Regions from separate parts of the Zea mays genome. Here region 2 is linked to region 1. Evidence: chromatin contacts called from public Hi-C data. All regions are on one chromosome and are shown on one strand. Each heading gives the region's core, a stretch centred on a gene start, on an enhancer-like site or on the middle of the called end of the contact. The rest is flanking DNA. Distances are from core to core; before and after follow the strand shown.

Region 1 (3,960 bases), core at 1,128-3,627:
GTATCTCATAAAAGCAGTCTCAAAGTTGAATGCAATGTTTATATTCAGTGCTAGTCCATCTAGTCAAGTATTGACCACATAAGCTTTAAGAGCTCCTGATTGAGTACCGTGGACGATATCAAAGGATTTGCGTAATCGCTGACTTTCCTTATTGTTGTTTTCTTGAGAGGGCATGTAAGCTATTTATGTTCCAAGCAAACTATGAAAAATAAATCAAGGTACATCACCATTCCTTATTAAATATGCTCTTTTATTTAAATTCCCCAACTTCTTGTAATGGTGCTGCAGTGTAGAACAATCTTGAAGATACAGAGTTCATCAACCTAGAAATCCCTAACTTCAATGTATATGTTGTTTGGTGGTGGTGTGCTACATGGTAGAAGAAAACATCGTCGGCCATTGTGGTGACCTTTTCATGGGAGATCATGGGTGGATACGAAAAAAGCGGGCATTGTAGCGAGCTCATCTAGAGGAAACAAAAATATACACAACAACACTAATGTGACAACTGACTACAATGATGACATTGATTCTACGCCATTGCCCCCTCGCCTTCCACCCCTAATATGACAGCTGAGGACTATAATGTTGATGATGATTTTATGCCAATGCCCTTAACATCCAACCCCCAATGTGACAACTGATGACAAAAATGATGACGATAATTATGCCAATGACCCTCGCCATCCACCCCCTAATATGATAGCCGAGGACTACAATGACGACGATGATTTTATGCCAATACCCCCTCAACATCCACCCCTAATATGACAGTTGAGGACTACAATGACAATGATGAATTTATGCCAATGTCCCCTCACCATCCGCCGCTATCTCCAAAGAAATCAAATTTAAAATGGTTATGAATATAAAAATATCACTTAGCTCGTTTCATCTTTTATCTAAACATGTGTTTTCCGCTTACCACAAACTTTCGCTTTTAATTGGTGTCAACCAAAATAAGCCTTGTAGGGACAATTTTATCTTTTGAGGTGGCTTAAAAAAGAAAAACAACATAAAGAATAAAAAACATTGAATAAAAAAATTAACGTATCTAAATTTATATATGTTTAAGAATTTGAAATGCTTGTGGATCGAGGGTTAAAAGAAATGAGATGTACGGATTTAACTGCCATTAAGAAAGGCTTAGAACAACTTCAAAAACATATATTCTTCCTACAAGTGATTTGTAGAAAGAGAGACTTTACTAAAAAATCTATCCAACAATGTCTTTAATTAAATCTCTAAAGCAGATAATTAGCAGCTAAAATGTTTAGAACATGTGAGCTAATTGACTAACTAATTGTTAGCTATACCCTAAATAGTCATTAGTTGTTAGCTGCTCTACCTCAACTAAAACCGGCTAATAACTCATAAGTTGACTAACAACTAGCTCTAGAGGTTTAAAATAGAATATATATATATATATAGGTGGTTTATATTTTAGATTTCTCGTTAGCTAAAAATAAAGAGCGAGGGTGACTTCCAAGGGTGTCTATAAAATATAGAAAAAGTGTTAAAAAAGTATAAAGATATAGGAATTAATTTGCTCATGACTTTTAAAATGATGATTTGTAGGGTAAATTTCAGAAAGATAGTTGGAGAAGCAAGTTGTGCAGGCAGGCCTATCCTCGTCCTTCCAGTGCCATCCATGCATCTGCCGAGTTCCTATCGACCCATGGGCTGAACCCCACAACATTTCAAAAACATAATGGGCCGGACCATCAAGATATATTATGCTTATTAATACCTTTTAAAGGCGCAACTCACTGTAAGTCCAGAAACCATCAACGTCAAACACAAACAATTGGCAGAGGGAGACGAGGATTACTCGAAATAAATAAAAAAAAACTGGAGACGAGGGGATGGGTGCGTCAAGAAAATTAAGGTAGTGTTGGGTTCTAAAGCATGGTGGGATGGAATGGAACAACACTATTTCTAATTAATTAATGTTCGAATTGATTCCATATAAAACAAACAGAGTAACTTTAAACCAGAAATATTATATCCAAATATTGAATAATTTAGCTTGCTAAAAAATTCGGACGGAGCCACTCTGAAACAGAGCCGCTCTATTCCAACTGTCTCGGGAACCAAATACTACAACGTGACATGATTAACCATGACCAGCCAACACCGACGCCACCTTTTCTTTGTCGGAGACGAACAGCGAGCGCAACAGCGCGCGTCGCCGCCCAGAGCGCTCGATCGGCATCAGCTGTGTGGGCGGTGATCGCCTGCTGATTTGCAGTGCCGGGCTGTTGCCGAGAACGAGAAAAAGGTGGTTACGCGCGCGCGCGCACACACGTGCACAGGGCGCGGGAGAGCGACGTACGCCACAGCGCGCCACACAGCTGGCCGCACGCACAAGACACAGTTCTGTTCTCCCCGCTGGGCGAGCTCGGTCACTAGGCAACACAGCGGCACAAAGTGGTAGCCAGGGCCAGGACACAGTTACTTTACTCGCGGCTTGCACTTGGACGCAGGATGAGCCAGGACCGGGGCCCGGCCAACCGGCCATGAGGACGTGACACAACCAACAGCGGCACAAAGAAGTGGTAGGGCGATCGATCGATCGATCGCCCAGCGGGCGGGCGCCGGGCACCGCCACCGCCAGCGAACCACGGCCGCACAATCGCTTGTGCATGGAGGCCCCCTGTCGACTGGCCAACCCGTCCCTGTCCGCTCCGAAATTTCCTGATCCGCCGGCCAGCTTGCGCTTGCGCTTGCGCGCGCACGCACGCGCTCAGGACCCCGACCGACCGACCGTGCTTTGTTGCGGTCATCGCTCCGTCGTGTCGTTGATGAAATCGACCGTCGCTGCTCCGTATGGCTTGCGTGGCGGTGACGCCATGCATTCCGGTGACTGTGAGCAGAGGAGACGAGCTAGGGCAGCAGACGGCGGCGCGGAGAATGCATGGCGTGGGTAGATGCCTACTACTAGCTAGCCAAAGGTACATGCACTGCTTCCCGTTCCCGTGCGTGGTGACCGCGCGTAGCTGGCGTAGGCCAAGGCGTACGAGACGACGACGCTACTGGACGCGGCGCTCGGTGCCAGAGCACACGACGACGGACATTGATTTGATTCCATGGGAGTAAGGGCCGCACATGCCGCCGTACACCCGAGCGTACCGCACCGAGGCGCGAGATCCCATTCCCCTAGCTCCCCCACGAGGCCCCGACAGCCACTGCGCGAGATCCCCTCCGCGCCCGTACCGTACTGCATCCGCACCACACGGATCTGCAACCAGCATTCACTAGTGAGCTAGGAGACTAGGAGTAGTAGTAGAGAACTAACTACTAGAGCAGCACCGTCATCACCACCTATAGGCAGCTCGGCACCGACCAGCGACCAGCAGCGCGGCACGGGCGTTGAGCGCTCGCCACGCGCAGCACAGGCTAGTCCCGCACTCCCGCACCGCGTGCGTGCGGGGCGGGGGAGGTGTGGTGTGGTGTCCGGATCGGATGAACCAATGGATGCGTGGTTGGCCACCACAAGCAGCAGAAGCATCCGGCCCACCCCCACCCCATCCATGCGCCGACGCCACCGCCGTACCGTACTCCAGTCCGGTCCCCGGGCGTGCCAGCTAGCCCCCCGCCCGTACGTCGTGGCAGCTGGCCGGGAGTGACGGGCAGCCCGCCCACAGGCCACAGGGACGGGACGGGACGGGACGGGGCGTTGAATTGCTGCAGGGGAACGGAGATCGGCCGACCCGGGCGGGCGGGGCAGCCAGCTAGGTAGCTAGCGCGTGCCGTCTCGTCGGGTGCTCCGTCGCGTGGCGTCGCCGGGGCCAGCGTCCCCCGCCCAGCCCAGCCCACCCCCAACGACGCCCCCAGCGCTCGCCATCGCCACTCTATGTACTGCATGCATGCTGTGGCGCCTCCCATAACCGACGTGCCCCCACGCACCTGAGCCGCCGTACAGGCGTGGACCAGCGTGTGCGCGCACGCACCACTGGC
Region 2 (4,200 bases), core at 62-2,561, 120 kb after region 1:
ATGTAGTAAAATATATTAGAAATTACAGTTGGAGAGATCTGTAGGGAAAATTGTTGGAGAGAGCCACAAATGATTGTTTCTAGTCCTAGTTAGCTACAATAGAAGAATCCTAATTTTTCTTTAGAGTGTGCTTACCGTAGAAACCACACCACCTTGTTTTGTGTATTCCTAGTAATATGTTGACTTACTCATCTTCTTGTTAGATGCAGGGGTGTTTGGTTCTACCAAACTAAAATTTAGTCCATGTTACATCGAATATTTAAAAGACAATTACGAGTACTGAGTATAGTCTAATTATAAAGATGATTACATATATTAAGACTAACCAACGAGATGATTTATTAAGTCTAATTAAGCATATATTTAATACACGTAATTGATATTCAAACATTCAATGTGGCACGAACTAAACTTTAGTCTGGAAACCCAAACGCTTATTCCCCTTAAGACTTGTTTTGTTGCATGGAGATTAGTGGGGATCTAGGGCAATATAACCATTTGCTCAAAAAGGGATTATGTTGCGACTGGATCCCCTCTAACCTACATGCAACCAAACAAGCCATTAGGTTAGAAGGGATTGGGGAAAATGAACTATTTTCTCCTTAATCCCCGTTAACACCCTTCAACCCTCTTCTAACTAAACAAACCTTTATGTTCTTGGTTTATTAGGAATGTAGTGCTTGTCCTAGTTCTTTGCACTAGGCTGAGGATCGTAGCTGAACCATGTTGTTTTATTGATGTTGGTGTTGTAATTCTCTTCTTTCCCGCCGTTACTTATGTAATTAGTTCATGTTTTTTTGGAAAAATGAAAATACTTTGAAAAAAAAAAGAGATTTGCAAACTAGCCCTTGGATGGAAACTATTGTCCTCCACTTTTTTCGCTTTTCCGATGACCTTAGAAAAAATATGGTTGAAAAACATCATTTATTTTAGAATCTATATTTATCTACAGTGCCATATAACATCAAAATAATGTTTCATATGTTCATTTATTTGTACGTGTAACTAAGCTCTAATTTAGGAGAACCAAGATGGCCCACCTGCCGCCCTGGTAAGACCGGGCGAGGTAAAAGGGGAGAGCCGGAGAGGCGAGGAAAGGTCCGTAAAGAAACCAAGCGCGCCACAAAACCGAAGCATTGAGTGGTGAAGCGAGGACAGAAAAGGACACGCGGCTCAGCAGCGTCAATGGGCACGAGCGCGTGCTACCATGCGCCGTGGCGGGAAGCTAGAGTGCGCGGCTCCAGTATAAATTCTGCCGGGAAGACGGTGCCGCACACTCACCTCAGCCTCACCTGCCTTCCCAATCAATCGCATTCTCCGTCCGCGACCCAATCCAGGTGCCGACAGACCAGATACCAGAGCAAACAAGAAGCCGTCTCACTCCACGTCGCAAGGGAAATGGCCACCGCCTCGCTCGCACTGCTCGATCAGACGCTGCTGCCGTCCCCTCTGGCGTACAACGGCGGCTCCGACCGCCTCAGCCAGGAGATCTTCTCCATCCTCGAGTCCAACTTCCTATTCGGCGCGTCGCCGCTGGAGGGCGGCGCGTGCTCCGCGGGCCGCGTCCGCGTGCTGTCCATCGACGGGGGTGCCGACGGCGGCGCGCTGGCCGCCGCAGCGCTGGTACGGCTCGAGCGCCGCCTGCAGGAGCTCTCCGGCAACCCCGCCGCGCGCGTCGCGGACTTCTTCGACCTGGCGGCCGGCTCCGGCGCGGGCGGGTTCCTCGCGGCGGCGTTGTTCGCGTGCCGGATGCCCGCCGAGGCGGCGCGCGACGTCGTGGCCAAGAACCGGAAGGTCCTGTCCGGGCGTGGCGGGGGCCTGATGTCGTTCCGGCGCCCCGAGGCCGCGTTCCGGAAGGTGTTCGGTGACCTGACGGTGCGCGACGCCGCCAAGCCGCTGCTGATCCCGTGCTACGACATGGCCACCGCGGCGCCGTTCGTGTTCTCCCGCGCCGATGCCGTGGAGGCCGACGCGTTCGACTTCCCGCTGTGGCAGGTGTGCGCGGCGGCTTGCGGCGTGGGCCCCGCGGAGGTGGCGTCCCTGGACGGGCGCACCAGGCTGCGCGCCGCGTCGGGGGCGGGGGCAGGCGGGGGCGGCGCGTCGGCCGCCGTGGCCAACCCGACCGCCGTGGCGCTGACGCACGTGCTGCACAACAAGCGCGAGTTCCCCTTCGCCGCCGGCGCGGGAGATCTCGTGGTGCTGTCCCTCGGCGGGCGCGCCGCAGCCTCGCTGGGCCGGCTCTCGTCCTCCAGCCTCCTGCGCATCGCCGGAGCCTGCCAGGCCGACATGGTGAGCCTGCCTAGATGACCGTTTCTATCTCGAAAAGGGCGGCGGCGGCCGCCGCCGCCGCAGCAGCTGGAACGAAATGGAATGGACAAGACTGACACTGACACTGACAGTGCGCGCGGATTGTTTTGTTTTGCAGGTTGACCAGGCCGTGTCGATGGTGTTCGGGGAGAGCAGAGCGACCAACTACGTCCGCATCCAGGGCAACGGCATTGCGCCCGGCGAGACGGCGGAGGCGGCGCTGGCGGAGCGGGGCGTGGAGTCGGTGCTGTTCAGGGGAAAGAAGCTGATGGCGCAGACCAACGGCGAGCGGCTGGACGGCGTGGCGGAGCAGCTGGTCCGGGAGCACCACCGCCGACTGGAGAGCAAGACCCCCGTGGTGCTGGTGAAGCCCTCCGCCACGCCGCGGACGTCTTCGTCGTCGGCGTCCACGCTCATCACCGTGTCCACCAACTCGTCGTCGGAGTCGCCCTGAGACCGAGACGACGAGCGACCGACCGAGCGAGCCGTCAACAGACAGACAGAAGCAGCTCGGCTTTAACTAGCGTGGCCTTGCTTTGTTTTCAGCTTTTTTATTTATTGGTTCGTTTGGGTTTCTAGTTTAGCGCGGCGCCGGCGCCGGTGCTCGGGGTTTTGACTTTTGATTGCCTGCCGGCGCCGCCTGCGCGCTCGCTCCCGGTCCCGGCCGCCTGGCGCGGCCGGGAAGAAAGATCGAGGAGGGCTGTCGAGCGGCGAAGGCGCCAGAGATTTGTGTACGTAGCTAGAGGAAGGAGATGTGCCTGTATGTGTGCGTGTGCTGCAAACGCAGTGTATGTACGTGCGTACGTAGTAGAGTGCCCGGAGCTTGGATGATATTGCAATGCGATGTGACGATGCTACTGTCGGTGTGGCGTTTACTGATCACAGCTCAGCCCTTCTTCCTTTGTCCTGCGTCCTGGCCCTACGATACGATGCGATTCTTCAGAGTTTTACCTGATGGTGATGGCTTTGCTCCCGAACATTCTGATAGTGGAGTATTTTTTCTCTCTCTCTTTTTCACGCCATGGACTGATGAGCTGGAGGAGGAGAAAACACAACATCGTGAGGAGTACGAACTAGTACGTACTATCTGGCAGGAAGCCGTACGACTCGTTGGTCATCGCCATGAATGTGCTTGCTCACGCTCAGTGTGTGGTGGTTCAGCTGCCATCTCGGATCGGGAGACCCGACATGCTCTGCCGACCGACACCGACATACATCATCCATGTCTTGGCACGGAACGTAAAAGCGGAAAAGCACTATTGTTGGGCCGGGCTGTACTTTCGCGCCCCAGATTCTTTTGGTGCCAAGGCAACGCAGTGCATGCAGTGGAGAGGCATCGAACAAGGCCCAGAAAGGTACAAGAAGAGCCCTCGGGAATTTCCGGCCGGCTTTGTCAACATAGTCGAGCAGCGCCCAGATCTTCTTGGGCCTGCACGTTCGGCCTAGATCCATAACAGTAATTTTGGCCCAATGATGCTAAAAAAAGGGGTGGTAATTTTGGCCTGCAACGTTCAGGAAATATGCGAAATACGTTTTTGTTGCTCCCAGCTGGAAGGCCATTGTTCTCCTCACCTCGCAACAGAGCCCAAAACCTTGTTTTGTTTTTTTGATGATCATCTCATCTCCCATTGCAAAAGACAGCCAGCAGCTTGGAAGAGTGTAGCGAACAGTGCAATGTAGCCGTGGCAGCACATGATCAAACAAAAGCAACTCTGTTGTTAGGTGCCCTTGCCCAAAATCTTTGGCCGGCCTGGGCATGAAGGATTTGGTCGCCGGCGTTTTAGAGTTTAGACTGACAACCAAAATGAGTAGGAGAAGCTATGCAAAACTTGCACGACAATTATGCTAGACGATGCAAAAAAAAGTAGGAGTAGATTTTAGAAAGACAATTGG

The links. A called contact is a pair of places that touch in the nucleus more often than the background predicts.
Region 2: a contact with region 1 is called in a Hi-C map of leaf, with 5 times the contacts expected there. The contact joins the promoter of LOC100274476 here to the enhancer-like site in region 1. A contact is called at or near these places in 7 of 25 Hi-C or Micro-C datasets (endosperm, leaf and tassel) and 1 of 3 datasets of contacts at active chromatin or transcription factors (leaf).

The regions. Positions count from the first base shown.
Region 1 is chr5:44,244,119-44,248,078 of Zm-B73-REFERENCE-NAM-5.0, forward strand. No RefSeq gene overlaps it. Among protein-coding and RNA genes, the nearest start is that of LOC100304255, 95 kb to the left of the region's middle. Within about 2 kb of position 2,378, at least 19 of the 20 cell types and tissues checked have an H3K27ac peak or open chromatin away from gene starts, as enhancers often do. A contact at or near this core is called in endosperm, leaf and tassel, where this site is marked.
Region 2 is chr5:44,364,134-44,368,333 of Zm-B73-REFERENCE-NAM-5.0, forward strand. It overlaps LOC100274476 (Patatin-like protein 6), which reads left to right and starts at 1,312. Exons shown (of 2, transcript NM_001148835.1): 1 at 1,312-2,289; 2 at 2,426-3,163. The coding sequence starts at 1,399. The coding sequence ends at 2,761.